2 separate regions of the Triticum aestivum genome follow, and region 2 is linked to region 1. A link is a contact called in public Hi-C data. All regions are on one chromosome and are shown on one strand. Each heading gives the region's core, a stretch centred on a gene start, on an enhancer-like site or on the middle of the called end of the contact. The rest is flanking DNA. Distances are from core to core; before and after follow the strand shown.

Evidence for each region. Hi-C and Micro-C count contacts between places; a contact is called where the count stands out from the background.
Region 2: a Hi-C map of leaf shows a contact between it and region 1, with 3 times the contacts expected there. The contact joins the enhancer-like site here to the promoter of LOC123044143 in region 1. A contact is called at or near these places in 1 of 5 Hi-C or Micro-C datasets (leaf) and 1 of 1 datasets of contacts at active chromatin or transcription factors (leaf).

Annotation. Positions count from the first base shown.
Region 1 is chr1A:239,599,372-239,605,193 of IWGSC CS RefSeq v2.1, reverse strand. It overlaps LOC123044143 (heavy metal-associated isoprenylated plant protein 3), which reads right to left and starts at 3,449. Exons shown (of 4, transcript XM_044466794.1): 1 at 3,166-3,449; 2 at 2,743-3,071; 3 at 2,546-2,624; 4 at 1,651-2,424. The coding sequence starts at 3,319. The coding sequence ends at 1,937.
Region 2 is chr1A:239,931,376-239,937,271 of IWGSC CS RefSeq v2.1, reverse strand. No RefSeq gene overlaps it. Among protein-coding and RNA genes, the nearest start is that of LOC123044150, 23 kb to the left of the region's middle. Within about 2 kb of position 3,996, at least 4 of the 8 cell types and tissues checked have an H3K27ac peak or open chromatin away from gene starts, as enhancers often do. A contact at or near this core is called in leaf, where this site is marked.

The sequences.
Region 1 (5,822 bases), core at 2,200-4,699:
TCCATACCGAACCCTGTCACATTATATCGCGCGATGGATGGATGTGCACCTACGTACAAAGTACAGTACGCGCCAGAAATCACTGTTTAGTTTGGCTACTAACTCACATTATTTTAGCGCAATTGATGGATGTACAAAGTACACACAGTACTATGTGCCGGAAATCACTGTTTGATTAGCACCCGGTTCCGCGGTTAAAAGACCCATTAACACCCAGATCCGCACAGGAGCTCGCTCACCGTCACCGACCTGCCATGATTAATTAGGTGACGGGATGATTAGCCAGCATCAACGGTTGGGCGGACCCCATCCACAAACGGCGCGCGGCGTCAGCACAAACAGTGACCCGGGCTCAGAATTCTCATCATGTCGACGACGATGAACGATTGAGCCCATGGATGCTGTGTGCCGACATAGGTTCTCATCACCAAAACCATGTTTGCGTTCCCAAATCTCTAGTACTGCTCCTATGTTGATTTTGGACACGGATGACAATGACACAAACGGGCGCTTAATAGTGCCTGCGCTTTCACACACGTATCCCTGACGTGGATGACAATGGCATCATGGAGTAGTTGAATTGGAGCATCGCAGACGATCGACCACCCAATGTTTGATTGAACCAAATCTACTCGTGTGTTTCCTTCAAAAAATATAAAATCTATTCGTGTGTTGTCTCATTGTGTGTCTGATGTCCACCGGTTTCCTACACATGGCGTAAGCCACTTGTAGAGCTATCATCAATCTCGGAAGCTCCTAGGCACGGACTTGTTTCAGAAACTCGCAGCCGCAAACCAGCACATAGAAAAACACCATCCCTACTTGCAAACCCGCCTACAAGCACTAGAATACTCCACGGTGGCGGGCTGTCAGTCAGATGAAACACATACTATATGGTTAAAATAACTTGAGCATCCCCGTCACTGAACTCCACGGAGAAGAGACCAACGTCTCCACTGCGTAGCTTGACACCACGCAAGAACAGGACAAGACGGATTAGCGCTAAACAATGGGTAGAGATATGATTAATTAGCCACACCATCCCACACTAGCAGCGCATATAAATAAACACACACGCCGTGACACTGCCGCAAGCAAACATCCAAGACGTCGTCGTCTCACGCTAATCGATCACCGCACTGACGACCCGAACCATCGAGATAAAACAAACCCTTCGAGCCGCAAAAAGATGGCCGACGCAAGAGGCGCCGTCTCGAACCCCCCGGAAGACGAAAATGGCATTGCCACTGATCAACGTCGATGACCTCAAAAAAGAAAAAAGAAAACGTCGATGACCTCAGGGGATCTTCAATGATTATAAGATAGTTGTTGGTAGACTTTATCACATAGAATTTTTGATGATGTGTCATGCAATAAATGAGGAAAGAGAGAAATGTTGTATGTAATAAACCAACACCCATTACACAAGCTTCAATGTAGAATGAAAGAGCACCTTATTTATTATCTCACATCTTATTGGGCATACTAAATACAACCTATTTGAAATGTTGTATGTTAAGATATTGTTTGATGACATGGCATATTTTACCAACAAGCTAACATATAAACTGTAGCAGATGCTCTCACGGGCAACAGTGACGCGCCACCAGTTCATGGAACCGTTAATGGAGCACCGATTCATGCTGGCCATGACAACAACGATTGTTTGTTATAATTAACGAGTGCAGGGCCAAAATTTATCGGATGGATCGTGGAACATTACATTACATTACATCGCGGGACGGGATCGCTGTCGCCATGTACATGTCTGCTAATTCTCGGTGCGCTAAGCTACGTAACTACCAGCTGCTAGCTAGGCTAATGGTACCGCGCGCCAAACCCAGGCCGTGCTTCTCTGGTTTGATTCATACTGCTTGCGGCGACTCTGGGCTTGGCGTCGTGCTCATCGGCTCGTGGCGTGGCGTGGCATGGCAGCTCACATGACGGAGCAGGCGTTGGGGTTCTCGTCGCTGAACATCTGGGGCGCGTGGGCGGGGTACGTCGCGTAGGGCGACGGGTACTGGGGCCCGGCGTTCGGGTAGAAGCCGGGGTTCGGCGGCGGCGGCGCCGCGCCGTAGTAGCCGACGGGCGCCGGGGGGTACGGCATGTAGCCGTACTGTGGGGGCATCTGGTACATGCTCGGGTCCGCCATGGGCATCGGCGCCACGGACGCCGCGGACTTGTCCTTCTTGTCCTCGCCGCCGCCACCGCCGTCCTTCTTTTCGCCGCCATCGCCAGCGCCAGCGCCCTTGTCCTTCTTCTTCTCGCCGTCGTCTTCCTTGTCGCCGTCCTTCTTGCCGGGGGTGACCACCTCCACCGGCCGACTGAGCTTGTCCCTGAGGTAGCCCGGCAGGGCGGCTGTGTCCATGGTGCCAGTCACCTTCACCAGGTCCTTGGCAGCGTCCACCGTCACTTCCTTCACTCCTGCGTAGAAACAAAACAAGAGAAGAAGGTGTCAGTCAGTTTCCAGCAAGATCCAACTAAATGATTCCTTGTACCAGGTCGGAATGAATCTGCGGCCAAAAGGAAGAAACAGAAAACTGACCTTTGATCTTGTTGACGCGGCGCTTGATGCGGTCGATGCAGCCGTCGCAGTGCAGCCTGATCTTGAGCGTCACGGTCTCCTGATGGAATCAAGGAAAAAGGGCAAGATGAATATGAGACCAAATCTTCATTTACAACACCTGCAAGTAACTAACTGCATATCACAGAGTTGAATTCTACAGTAGCCCAGGGACGAACCTCTTTGGGCTCCTTTGGTTTCTTCTCCTCCTCCTTGGGCTTGTCGGCGGCTTCCACCTTTTTCTCTTTTTTCTCAGCACCGGCACCGCCACCGCCCTTCTCCTTGTCTGCTGCCTTGCTCTTCTCTTTCTCCGGCTTATCGCCGGCGCCGGCCTTGTTGTCCTTGTCCTTGTCCCTGTTGTCCTTGTTGGGCGATGCGGCTCCGGCGGAGACGATTTGAACGGGCTTCTTGGTCCTGGCCTCGATGCGCTCCTTGATCTCGGCCGCGTCCGCCGCGCCGGTGACGACCACCTTGTTTGCCGCCGTCTCAGTCTTAACCGACTCCACGCCTGCAGAGAACCAAATTAAGGCAAACGGTCAGAAATTACACTAGTCCTACAGAGAAGGGAACCGTAAGGAGATGAAAGAAAGAAGCAGGCGTACCAGGGGCGTTCTTGATGGCCCGCTTAACCTTGGTGGCGCAGCCGGCGCAATGCAAGTCGACCTTGAGCACGATGGGCTGGCGCGGCGCCGCGGCGTCCTTCTTGTGGTCGCCGCCGTCAGCCTTGCCCGGCTTCTCCTTCTTGTCCTCGCCCATGGCGGTGCGGTGGCTTGGCGGAGCTCCGGGGGAGGGAGGGAGGGAGGTAGTGCGTGGGCGTGGGCGTGGGTTGGAGGAGAGGAGCACGTGGTGCTTGGAATGAAGGGGCAGGAGAGGTGGGGCGGGCGCGGTGTTAAATAGGAAGGAAGGAGAGTACCGTACAACTAGAACAGAGTTAATTAGACGATAGTACCACAATTGGGGCCGTGGTGGCGAATTGGTACTCGTTTTAAAAATTTTTACGTGTCAGTACCACGTTTGGACCGAACCGTTGCAAATCGGGCTAAACTTCGTATTTGTACGTATTGACGCTGGAACTAACCGCCCGGGCCCGCGCGTCAGACGCCACGCTGGCGAATCGGCACTCGCCCGCTCGCTCAATAGGTGTGGTCCGGCTCGAACCGGACCGGCCCGTGCTCCACTCTGTTCCTCCTCGCTCCTGCCTCCCTCCTTGCTCCTCTCTCGTCGCCCTCGTCACCGCCGGCAGCTTTGCCGGAGCGGAGCGCCGCCGCCCGCCATGGTTTTCGAAGACGAAAGCAGTGAGGACACGTCCAGCCTGCCGTACATGCACTCGACCTCATCCACGGACGGGCTTAACCAGGTGATTTTCCTTGAGCTAGGTCTAGGGTTAGGGTTTCAGATTTGGGGCTTTTTGATTTGGTTGATTTCGCTGGGTTTTGATTTGGGCATTTTGATTGTACGAGCTTCGGCAGGTCCCTTTCAGCGTTGAAGATCCAGATTACCAGGGGCTTGAGCTGGAAACGATGTCGCCATGTGAGAAGCACGGCAAGGCATCTGAGAGGCTTGTCGCATTTGAAGGAATAGACACAGGGAGAAGGTTCCTAGCATGTGCAGAGCCGGTATGAATTCTATGCTGATAGTGGGATATTATATATAGGTTGATAGTGTCATATTATTGTTGGTTTGACAGTGCCATATTGAACATGAGTGAACATGAGTACAAGGCCTGATTATTAAGGGCATATTCATATATAGGTTGATAGTGTCATATTATTGTTGGTTTGACAGTATCTAGGTGGATAGTATGTACTGCATATGCTTTGGCAGTTCACCAAATTTGCAGTTAGAGATTGCTCTCTCTTGTTTTGAAGCGATTAGCAAAATCTAGTTCAAAGTTGTAGCTGAGTGGTGCTGTAATTTGTCATGCTGTTATTTAGTGGGTAGGTACATCTCAATTACTAGTGTAGCTTAGTGGTGCTATTATTACCAATGTACAATGTTATTGCTTTGCACTAGTTATTTACCTGTGCTTCTGAAGTAACATGTTTATTTTTTTTATCTTTTTGCCTTTTTGCAGGAAGGGCAGAATTGTGGGTTTGTCGAATGGGTTGATCACCAGTGGCCCCCAACAATGCAAAATGCATTGTTGAAGCTGTGGGCCATGGTTGAAGATAGCAAGAGTGCTAGGGTGAATGATAATCTTGAAAGTTCTTTCACTATCCACCATCTGACAGAAGAGAAGAACAAGCTGGAGGCCAACTATGACAAGTTAGTCCAAGATGTGCATGAACTTATGAGCTTCCAGGAGGACAGGGTGGTGGATTTCAGATATCTGCAGGATAACCTTACATATCAGCAGCAATGCAGAAGTGAACTGCTGGCTGATATGAAGGCACAGATGGCAAAGAAAGATGCAGAGTTTGAGAAGCTTAAGCAGAATTATGAAGTGCTACTGAACCTGACAAGAGCACAAGCAACAGTCATCCAGAACTTGAAGTTGAAGCATATTAAAGACAAGCAATTGTTTAGTGAAGATAAGATGAACTTGGAGTTGAAGAATGCAGAGCTCACAAAGTCTGAGGAGAAGCTCACCCAAGAGAAGCTAGAGTTGAAGCTTCAGATTGCTGAGCTGATGAAGGCAGAGGAGAAGCTGAAGGAGAAGATCAAGGGGATCCAGGCCATCTTAGAGAAGTGAAGAAAATGAATATGAGACTAGTGGGTAATGCTGACCTTTTGGGCATGATGATTGTGTAGTGTATGGCTCTATTAATTGTGAACTATGTCTGTGTATGTATGTAGTAGATATGCTTTTCATCCTTTTGTGAGAAAAGGATGAACTATGCATTTAAACTCAAACTCCACTATGTATTTGTGATGGACCTGTTGTGTACCCTATAATATGTTGAACTCCAGTAAGTATTGTGTGTTATGTTGGCTAGACTTGAAATGATGATATATCATGCATTAGAAGATGGATCAGATATTCTGTGCCATGAGATGTAGACTAAAAGTTATGATTTCTCTTGCAATAGGTTTTATATTTTTATATTAGATGATTATGTTAGCATTGGAAGACTATTTGATGGTTATGTTAGCACTGGAATATTATATGGTTATGTTATATCATGCATTGGAAGCCCATGTTGGTTAGGTTAAGTTGGTTCCATCGACCCCTAGCCACCGTAAACCATCATGGTTAGGTTAAGTTGGTTCCGTCGACCCCTAGCCACCATAAACCATAATGGTTAGCTTAAGGTGGTTC
Region 2 (5,896 bases), core at 2,747-5,246, 330 kb before region 1:
TGCAACGTATCATGTTGCAGACTTTTCAGACGACGAGTAAGGAGCCTTAGGTCGTGGTCTTTCACTCAGTGATGCTGTTGGAGTTGATGGACTCACTTTATCCTCCAGGCCTTCCGTTGTTATCGTATTAGATGGCCTTAAGCCATATTTATTGTAATAAGTTCTCTTTTGAGACATTCGGTGTAATAAATGTGTGATTGCTACTCTGTTATAAATCCTTCAAGTACTGTGCGTGTCAGCATTACCGATCCAAGGATGACACTGATGCACAGAGATCAGACTGTTTGAGGTCTAGTCGCTACAGCCATGCTCACCGAAAGATTGCAGGTATTTAGCAGTATAATGACCAACAATATTGCAGATATGACAAAACCTCCCGGTCATGTCAATTTTATTGTTGGGTGCAAGAAGATCATGCCCTTTAGGAGGAGCACTATTAGTGAAACCAATAAACGTTTGACTTTCTTTTTATGGTTGGAATAGTGTTTGTAGCGTCCTTCACGAGTATTTAACTATTTATCACATATGCACTTAAGAACGACTTCGAGGCAATTTTTGTTTGAGATGGTGTCAATTCATTAACCAAATACCTAATGGAGTATACAACACGCATTTGCTTATGTTGGTAGTTCCGTCGCATGAATCGTAAATCACAAGATTTGAGGTAGTGATGAGGTATTAGATAAAGGTACGAATGCTAAGGGAATTTCCAACATATATCACCAAATGAATGGCATCAAATTATCGCAAATAATCAACGGACAACAGGTTGTGTGTCGGCCATTCAACCGTAGACATCAAGTTTCCACCCTTTCTTCTTTTTCCTTATACCCAAAGCACTGAAATAATCAAAGATAAATAGTACATTTTTAATAACCATGTTATGCCAATATTCGAATGCAACAATAATCCATATATAATTATCACAATCTAAATAAAAAGTTTTGAAATAAAATAGTTTAAATTTGAATTCAACTTATTCGGACACATGTTTTAATTGTCCATCTAAACGTCCACGGATGCTCAATCAGGTCATTCTGAATGTGTGTATGAGTTGCTCGATTGCGAATCTGATGATCTATTTGGAGAAAAATCTCAAACTTCCCTTGATATAGAATCACCCGTCTCTTGAAATTCTAGACCTGGGCGAACTCCCTCACCCTCATCCCCGTCATCCACAATTGTGTGGCGCACGATCAAATAAGTTGTCATAATCTCTCACAATATCATGAGATATCATCATCATTAATTTACGGATTAAAACAATAAAAAATTGCAAACATACCGAACATGTCCAATTGGTTGTGAATTGTATCAAGTGAATGTGTGGTGAGATGATATGATTCTAGGGTGGCGCACACCACAACTAGTTAAATGAATTGGTGTGTGTCACGAGGTCATGGGCACTAGCACCGTTGATAACGATGATGATAAGGTAGTGAGAGTGTGTGATGAAAGTACTTCCCGCTAGTACCGACAATGGATCGGGACTGGAGTATAGATCCCTTTAGAATTGGAGCGAGGGTAGGTGGTTTGAGTTCCTCCATGCTGGAGCTGTCTTTTCTTCGCAACCCCAAATAGCAACAAACCTTTTGAGATGTGTCTTTAGAGGCCCTACTAAAGATGCTCCAAGGGTGGACGAACAAATACTGTATAACAAATGGTTTCATGTTCCTTTTCTTTGTGATGTGTTAATTCCTGCACAAGTAAAGCGTCACCATAGAACCTCTTAGTAGAGATATCTCCTAAGCACTAAGCTCTCTTGAAAGGGAGCCTCCCCGTGTGTCATGAGTTTTGAAGGCGCATGGGCCTATGTTGGTGCATGTGGGCTAGACGAGCTGGGTCAGTTACCTGCGACGCGAGCCTTGTGTCTGGCACTTCACCTACCATTTGATAGATGTCCACCTAAACTCTACCTTTCACTCGTAAAAAAGTTAAACTCCACCATCAAAGTGAAGAATGATTACCCATCCAACATGAAACAAACCAAACAGGAGAAAAACGGTCCAACCGAGAAACACCAAGGTTCGTCATCTCTCTCTCTACATTCATCCATGAGATATTATTTTACTTTATTATATTTCTAGTGTTTTCCTTTTCGTAGACTTGTTGAGTTTCCCTTTTTTCCATTTTATGAATAATTGTTAACTACGTACTCATATTTAGACAGTAACTTTTTCATCTAAAATAACTTTTTCATGTTCCCCCTTTTTTACATATATTTACACGGTCCATTTTTCAACAAACAGTGGAATATTTCCTTTACAAAATTGCATAAACGTTTATAAAAATCTCATGAACACTTCTTAAAATTCATGAACTTTTTTTCCAAATATGTGTTTTTTTTTGTAAATACATGAATTCTTTGTATGAATATATTTTTTAAATGGGTAAACAATTTTTGTAAATACATAATTTTTTGTGTGAATATATTTTTAAATGGGTGAACACTTTTGTATGAAATATATGAAGATGTTTTGAACTATATAAACATTTTAAAAAGTGTGGAAACTTTTTAAAGTTTCATCAACATTTCTTTTAAATTTTATGGACATTTTTTAAAATGTGCAAATATAGTTTTTAAATATGTGCATACTTTTTAAAATAGTACGAGCAAGCTTTAAAGCGCACTATCATATTTTTAACGTGTACTATGTAAACAATTTTTTAAGTATCATGGATAGTATCTGCAATGTACTATTTACAGTTACAGAAACATTAGTTATTTTTTGAAAAAGGTGAATAAAAAATCAACACAAATGAAAAGAAATAAAAAATTGCTCAACCTACGCCTTTTCTTTTTGACAAAATTGCCCAACCTACGCTAATTGGCCGTCTCAATAAAGATAGCGGGTGGCAGTGTTTCCAGACACTCTAAACGTCCTACTCCCTTCTTTTCGGTTTATAGGGCTCAAATCTGAAATGTCATCAGACCAAGGCAGATGTTGAGTGGAGGAATGTATCTCGTACTTTACAAAACTACCCAAATTAAACTGATGCATTAATTTGGATTAATTGCGGTGCATGCATGCTTGACCCCTAGATGAATAAGAACATTACATGCATTGATGACTCCCTTTTTAATTCTTGCATGCATATACTTAATGTGGCTCTGAATCTCAATATAGAGATGGAGATGAGCCCTTTAAATAGAAAAAACAAAAAAATTAAGATAAACCCTATAAACCGGGAAGAAGGGAATATAACTTAACGTGCTCTGTTTGATGCGTGGCTAACTGCTCTGTGGTTAGTAGTTAGTATGTGTGTGAATTTTCCCTAAAATACGTGTCATGTGTAACCAACGATGCCTCCTCAAGTCTAAAAACCTCCACCACATGGGACATGTGGTTAGCAAACTCAAAACTCATATAGAATTATAAGTCTAAAACACCTCCAACAAAAACTGAGTAGACACCACCATAAAGAAAAACACTAAAATCATACTGTATAATAACATAGTTAAAGTCCATAACCCATAAACAAAGAACAGTGCGGCAAAGCGCGCGATCAAAACACATCAAGCCAAACAACGATACGTAGGAAATGCTGCCGTAGCAAGTACTACCAGTAGAACTAGAAACAGTACTGGGATCATAGTTGACCCGCTGCTTGTGAGATAAGACAGAGCTCCATAGCATAGCAAGGTGCGTCCTGCGCAAAGACTGCAGGTGATGGTGATGCGATCATGCGAATCCAAACCACCTTCAGCTGGCGGGCGGTGATGAATATGATGGCTTGCAATGGAAAGCACTGACCACCAGACCCTGCACCAGAGTGGGAGAATGCCACGGCACGGGCACGGGCACGGGCACAGAGGCAGGCGCAGGGGAGAGCACCGGGAAGGGGGAAGGAATAATGGAAAGGCTGATACTGCTTGTCTCCATGCACCCCCACCTCACGCGGAGGTTTCCTTGAAGTGGCAACAACTAAAGAAGGCCACGCATGTGAGAAAGTCGAGTCCCAGTGTACCACTGCCCCATTGCACGCACGAGCAGCAACAGTCCAAGCGAAGTTGTGTTGTCTGCTTCCCTCGTGTCCTTTTCGTAGATTCCCTGGTCAGTGCAGTGTAGGGGATCCCCATGCTTTCATCATCATGAGGATGAGAAATGGGGTGCGTCGTACGCACGGGTAAAGGAAAAAGGTAAAGGGAATGCCGGAAAAGGAGAGGATTTTGGCAGAGGGAACTGACGAGGGGACGCGAAACAAAGGAGTAAAAACGGGACGTCTTTTTCTGCGTGAAAGGAGTCATGTCCTTCTGCTTCTTTTCACGGGAGTTTCCACGGTTTGTATCATCCAGCTCAACGGGGACCTATTTTTCTTGTCAATTTAGAGCGTGTTTGGTTACAGTAGTGAACAGTAAATGTATTGCATACACGTCTCAACCCAGTCTGGCTCTAAAAAAACAGTCTCATATGCGACATCTGTAAAAAAAAATTACAAGGTTTTTGACATATCTGCAAGTTGTTTTGTTACCTGCATGCTCTCTTGCCTACATGGGCTGAACCACACTGCCTGATGTTTGGTTGGCTGCATGTTAGTGGACAAACTTAAGGCATGGTGTTTGGTTGTATGCAACGTTTGGCGTGCGGTAACCTCTTTCACTAGTTGGTGAGGTTACCAGCACACTTCGGCACAACCATGTACCACACATCATAAGCAGAGCACAGCATAAACAGAGCATCAACAGTTGTTAGACTGTATAGCTCATGTATATGTGTACGTATGATGTAACATTGTACCCACTCATTATATATATGTGATAGGCCATCCCTAGAGGGTTGTGCCGGTTCCTCCAAACCTATTGTTTCACATGGTATCAGACTAGGTCAAAACTCGCTTCCGCCCTAAAACCCTACACCGACACCGCCGCCGCCGCCGCCCCCACTTTCGATCGCATCTCCGTCGCCATGACGAGCGCTGCCGCCTCCGGCTCCACCACCGTCGGATTTCTACCAGCCTCTCTCGCGGCTCTTCGTTCCCGGCCGCTCGATGCTGTCGCGGTCCAATTGCCGATCGGGACCAGGAGCGCCGGCTCCCTCTTCGCCACTCTGGCCGCCTCATCGCCCGGGAACACGCTGACGGTTGACACCGCCGCCTCATCGCCCGCCTCTCACGCCGCCGTCGTCCCGCCTCCTCCAGTGGTGGAGCCCGCTCGGACTGGATGGCCGGGCTCTCTGCCTCGGGCCCGACACCGGTGCTCTCCGCTCCTGCGGCATCAGCTCCCCTTGCCGCTTCCATGACGGTGCCCCCTGCCTCGACGGCGTATTCGCCTCAGGCAGCCTGCTCCACGGGCTCGCTCCCGCTGCCGCCGTTTCACTTCGGCAATCTCATCACCATCAAGTTGTCGTCGGACAACTACATCTTCTGGCGTGCGCAGGTCCTTCCGCTCCTTGAGAGCCACTACCTGCTTGGCTACGTCGACGGTTCCCTCCCTTGTCCTCCTTCGCTGGTAGATAGCATGCACGGCCCGGTCTACAATCCGGCACACCGTGTTTGGACAGGTCAGGATCAGACGAACCTCACCATGACTGTTTCCGGACTCGTTGTCTTCGCCAAGACGTCTCATGAGGCATGGACCATCCTCGAGCGCTCGTTCGCGGAGCAGTCATAGGCCCGTGTCTCCGCGCTCCGTCGTTAACTTGGCGAGTGTGAGAAGCTTGACTCCACGGCCACCGAGTTCTACAATAAGGTCAAGGGCCTTGCCGACATGTTGGCCTCCATCGGACAACCGCTCACCGACTCCGAGTTCAATTCCTTCATTGTCAACGGCCTTGACGAGGAGTATGATGCCTTGGTCGAGATTATCAACGAGTGGGGCAACTCGACCCCCATGATGGCGCATGAGGTCTTCTCCCGACTTCTCCTTACTAAGCAGCGAGTCGAGTCGCGCCGCGCC